Regions from separate parts of the Hordeum vulgare genome. Here region 2 is linked to region 1. Evidence: chromatin contacts called from public Hi-C data. All regions are on one chromosome and are shown on one strand. The core of a region is the stretch at or near the end of the contact, and the rest is flanking DNA. Distances in the headings are between cores, read along the strand shown. Region 1 has its middle 230 kb from the start of LOC123426527. Region 2 has its middle 130 kb from the start of LOC123426528.

Region 1 (2,878 bases), core at 263-2,762:
TTGAATTTTTTAATGCTATGATTTTAAAAATAAATATTAACAACATGTTTTAAAGTAGAATTTTTAGGATGTCAACAGATTTGAATATGGAGTTCTTAAAGTTTCTAAAGTAATTCATATACTTTTATAATATATGTATTTACATGGTATTCTAAACCTGAGCAAAAATCTTTACCTAATAATAAAGAGGCTATCGCTTCCGTTGGAAAACCCACCGAGGTGATTTTAAAAAAAGCCCTTACTGTTTATGACATTAAACTCGTAGTATATATTAAATGATTTTTAAAATACTCATATCTTTTAAACCGTAACTCCAAATTTAACATATTATATATGGAATTTGATTAGAAAAATATGTAGAATTTAAATATGATATTATTTTATCTGTTAAACGTTTAATAAAAATACTATCTACGGTGCAATCTTAATAAATAAGTCATTATTTGTCTTTTTTTCATACCGGTACTCATCCGGGTTGGGGATGAACATGTCAACAAAATCAGGATTAGAGATGAAACTGAAGGTCACTTGACTGATTCTTTGTACGTACTAAATCTACATGCAAGCCGTGTTAAAATAGAAGACCTCTGAAATTTTAAACTGCATTTTTGTAGGATAAGACGATCTTTATTTGTGTTGTAACTACAAATTCTGAGATTATAGATCATTTTTTATAAATTAAGAGCGTGTGGTATTTCTTTCTTCCGTTACAACGCATGAGCCCTTTTGCTATATAATAAAAATAGAGAAAAACGACTAACATGTAGGAAGCTAATTGGTCCGGGCCGTGTGGACGCTCAGGGTAGGCGCGAGTCCCTGATCTGTCATACATAGCCGTGCCCCTCGGTGGCCTAGACAAAGAGAAAATGGAAAGAACCACGTACAGGGCCGACCCGAATTTTAAATAGATTAGAACATGTATAATGGTTGATCACTGCACACGGCCATCAAACCTCACACAAACACAGCAGAGATGTACAACTGATCACTCAACCACACAGTTGGATAAAGCCAACCATACATAGCCAAAGTTTGTAATCTGGATGATGCTTTTCCAATGAGTTGCGCTGCCCGAGCGAATTCTGAACTGCATCGGGCGATAGCTTGACCTCATCGTAAAGTAAGCTAACAAACAACTAATCATGTATGGAAACAGAGTAGGATTTCTCAGTAAGCCTAGCCACAAACCAACAGGCATTGATGTGGCAAGCATTGTCCGGTTATACTTGACACTTGACAGCCTCCTAATTTATCTACAAGGGTTGGTGAGGCACTTATGCATTTTCGGGCATAATTAACATGTACTGGTGGCGGTCGGATAAGACCAATCGATGTGGATTGCATTTGCGCGGGCGAGTTTGGTGCGGTAGATGGGGTTGCCTTTTTTCCAGATCGTTTTCGGTGTGAATGAACGCCTTGTATTTAAACTCGTTTTGTCAAGGCTAATATGGGCCATGGTAAGCAAAAAGCTAGTAGTAATAATACTAGTAGTAGGGTTTTTGGTGGTTGGAATTGCAGAAGGGCACAACTGAGAAAAAGTCAAGGCAATCATACATGCGTCTCCATAGATGGTCTAATGCTACGCTGGATTTGCGGCAGTTTGACGTCGAGTTGAAAGAGTCACGAGGCAAGGAAGAATTGAAAGAGTCATCGACGGAACATATATATATACTACAAAATAAAAGACCTATCTTGCTGTTAAGAAAGGTGCTGATCGAATAAAATCCATTTTCCTCATGAAAAGGTAGGTGTATGGCACTCCGGCCTTAATGTTTTTTTATGACAATTTCAGTCACAAGCGAATGATAAATTTCAATGACATATGGTAAATTTTTGTCAAAAATAAATTGAAGCATGAAAGTTCAAAATTACCATGTGTTTGTACAGGGCCGGTCCTGATAATTCGGAAGCCCGGGGTGAACAAATTGGAGGCCCTTAATATATAAGTAATATAATATACTAGCAAAAGAGTCTGCGCGTTGCAACGGAAGAGAAAATAACACACGCTCTAAACGTAATATATTTTCACATGGCATCACATTTGTGTTGCCGACGATAGCTTTAGTGCTCACACAACGAAAACGCGTTTGAATGTACAATCACTCGAAATAAGATAAGAAATATGTTGTTTCTCCCCACGAGGTTTTCCAAAAGTGTGCATGTGTTGTTAACGATGTTTTTTTTCCTCTCAATTTGGTTTTAATTTAATGGATGTTTATTGAAATTCGTATCATCGTCGGAAAGAGAGAGAAAAAAGAACTGTGCACTACAGATTAAGTTTGCACCAAAAATAATATTTAAGAAGTATTCAACAGCTAAAAATAACATCACATTTAGATTCTACACCTTTTTTTAATCAAATTTCATATATAACATGTCAAAATCGGAGTTACGGTTTAAAAGATATGGATAATTTTGTTTTAGATAAAATATGGATTGATTAACTGAAAAGTTAGGGTTTTTTTGTTAAAATCCGGACTGCGGGTTGATTATCTGAAACATTTCGGGGTTTTTGGAAAAATGCAAAAAAACAATTCGTTTTCTGACTTAAATCCGGACTGCGGGTTGATTACCTGAAACATCAGGGTTTTTTTAAAAAAATGCAAAAAACTATTCGTTTTCTGACTTAAATCCGGACTGCGGGTTGATTTCATGAAATGTCGGGGGCTTTTTTGCAAAAACGCCATGACGGACGGCTAAAGCGCTGCGTGCTTTATTATTAGGGAGAGATGTATAAGTAAGTATATATAAATTATTATCAGTAACACTTGGATGCAATCAAAATCAACCCTAAACCTATCAAATAATTTGTACGTATTACCGTAAAAAAATCTAACCTTCCTCGACGCAAAGTCACTTATCATGGGATCGATGTCAA
Region 2 (2,945 bases), core at 151-2,650, 200 kb before region 1:
GATCCGCACGTGGTCCTTACTCACTCCTGCGGAAGCCAGGGAGCCTTTGGTTACTGGATGTGCGCGCTGGGAGATGGTAGCTCAAGGTATCTTCAACCGATTTGGATGACGACACAATAATAGGATATATGGATAGTCATGTAGGCATCTTCTCATTCCCGGTTGTGGCGCGAGAGGCGTCTTGTGTCTTTTGTTACTTTTCTAAGACCTACATGTACTTTGTTTAGACTGGTTTCGTTATAATTGAATAAAAGGATGCATGCATAGCTCGATGCAGAGACCGGGTCATGCCTCATTTTCGAAAAAAAAATCAGGTTGACGATTGATCAACCTTGTCAGGATCAGCGAAAGTAGTGGGCCTTGCCATAATTTAACTATTGATAATATATGCCAAGAGGATAAACATGGCATTGCACTGTTTCTTTTAAGCATACTTTACAGATAGATAGATAACAAATAGTTTTGACCTGGGGTTATCACTTGAGCCATCAGACCAATCCATATCCGGTCCTACTGTTGAAGAGTGGTAGGCTTCTTTGCTTCAAGATGGGACAACAAGCAGTATTTGTACACATATATACATCTCATCCGTCCCCTACCTAGCAAGCTAACACATGCACTTATCTTCTTTTAATAAAGTTCCAAGCTGTGGAGTAGATTGTTGGCTGCTTCGTTAGCCGGCCAGTCCAGGATAGCTTCTACATCACTAGCTTAGCTAGCTGAGTCAAGGGGCAAGCATGCATGCATCTTGTGCCAAATGGTGATTATTCTGTTCTCCATTAGAATAGCAATCTTGCCGAGATCATGTTCCTTCCATAGATATACCCCCAACTTTGCTTAGCTTTAGGTGTAGAGAGCCGGCCTCCTCTTGAATAGTAACATGCAGATCAGGTAGCTTGTCCATACCTGAAAGATCTCACTTGCACAACACTTGTAGTGGCAGCTGACATCCACGTTACAAGCCAGATCCCACTGATTATATTATGATTCCATAGAACATTCTAACAGTAATATTCTATGTGTGAGCCGCCCAATTGGCCCACGCTAGGGTTGAGGAATTTGTAACTAGGAATATTAGGGGAATATATGGCTAGCAAGGAGCTGCAAATTCCTGTGCAGAATAGCTGTTTATACCACTGATGATAACAAGTGATTATGGCCCCTTGCTTTTGAAAAAGAGAGGAAAGACAGGTTCCGAAAATAACTAGGGAATTCATAACTAACTTGAAGCCTACTTTAAATCTTGTCAAATCAATTATATATCATCCAAGACCACTGGTATAAGCGTACAACACAATACAAAAACACAATAAAGGCACGCATATTATGTGGCAGCACACGGCCGACCAGTCTGGCAAGTCGACGGCGAAACGTAGGCGCGCTAATTGTGCAAGCAACTAGCTGGCGCCGTACGTGGCGCTTTTAACAGGGTTACGAATAAAGCCAAAGAAACCAGCAGGAGCAGGGAATAGAAAAGCAAATTGACGACACCTTGCCAAATTTCTACTCGGCCAACGCATGCATTGAATTATTATGCTTACAATCCATCGCCTAATGATGTTACTAAGCGGTCATGTTATGCCACCTCTATCACACGCATTTAGCTTGCTGCAACGGAGTTTAGACAAAACATCATTTCAGCTCTCATTCTGAAGCTTTATCCGCACAAGAAAAAGCTGTCATTCTGAAGCTCAAAAGGGAAACTTAGCTCACGTCCTTCTATCAATCATAATACTAGACATGCGGACAATTTACCGTGCTTATCTTCTGAAACTCACAAGTTAGGCTGGTCATAACTAGGAGTATCATTTACCGAAAGTGTCGCTCTAATCTCCAGTACAAATGCACCCGCGCAAAAAGTAAATTTCAGAAGAAACATTGAAAATGAAAAACAAAATCTGAATTGTTTTTATGGATGAACATCAACAAGTTTTCTAACAACCTGAAAATTTCCGCTACAAAAAGACATCCGTAGAGATGTGTGCCAAAAATAATAATGAAAAATGAGTGCTTCAAAATGAGTCGTCTTGAACATTGAATTTTGTCTTCTTGTAGAGGTATCTGATGTAGTCACCTATATATTACAGGTAGGGTCATGAAACACAACATCCTAAGGCCCCACATCGCCGATCATTAAGGCCCCAGGGCCACGAACGCTCTCAAGTGCATTTTCAAACATACTTCCATCGCAAATCATAGCTTAGGCATGAAAAATTCTCATTTGGTTAGTCTCTCAAATGTCACTCAAACATGAGCAAACACAATTTGTTCACGTGTAGAAGGTTGACAATTTTTTTAATGTTAGGGTACATGAATGGCAATTCACATTAGAAATTCAGATTATTTGTATCTTGGCAACTTTTATTATTTGACATTTTATTATTTGTATTTTGGCAACTTTTCTGTTGTGTAATTTTTATGTCATGACAATTAAGGTTACTATCCTTCATAGTTAAGCACAACAATGTTTGGTCCCCGCAAAATTTGCCATTGGATACATTTTGCCATGCACACCATATTTGTTCCCTTGCAAATTTTGATATTGGCAATTTTGACTTACCTTTTGCCATGTACAACAATGTTTGTCCTTTGTATAATACCAGTTACAAAAATCCTCTTAGAATACCCCCTCCTGTCCAAAATTGCCATGTGACAAGCCGTTATGGTTTATGTAAAATTTCCATCAAAATTCCTAATTGTTTTGCCATGTTCACATGAAGCTGCCATGGCACTTTTATTCTTCAGACCATGGTAGGTTTGGTTTGGGTAGCATCGCAACTTTATTATTTTATACTATCACAATTTGATTAGTTCAACGACGGCATATTAATTAGACCATGTTAGTTCTTAGTGTGGGTGGCATCGCAATTTTCTTTATTCAGAGGATAACATTTTTATTATTTAAGTTATGTCAATTTTCTATTTTTAGACCATGGCATTTTTTG

The links. A called contact is a pair of places that touch in the nucleus more often than the background predicts.
Region 2: a Hi-C map of leaf shows a contact between it and region 1, with 3 times the contacts expected there. The contact joins two enhancer-like sites. A contact is called at or near these places in 3 of 6 Hi-C or Micro-C datasets (leaf and seedling).

What each region holds. Positions count from the first base shown.
Region 1 is chr2H:429,807,260-429,810,137 of MorexV3_pseudomolecules_assembly, reverse strand. No RefSeq gene overlaps it. Among protein-coding and RNA genes, the nearest start is that of LOC123426527, 230 kb to the right of the region's middle. Within about 2 kb of position 1,512, at least 2 of the 3 cell types and tissues checked have open chromatin away from gene starts, as enhancers often do. A contact at or near this core is called in leaf, where this site is marked.
Region 2 is chr2H:430,009,511-430,012,455 of MorexV3_pseudomolecules_assembly, reverse strand. No RefSeq gene overlaps it. Among protein-coding and RNA genes, the nearest start is that of LOC123426528, 130 kb to the left of the region's middle. Within about 2 kb of position 1,400, at least 2 of the 3 cell types and tissues checked have open chromatin away from gene starts, as enhancers often do. A contact at or near this core is called in leaf, where this site is marked.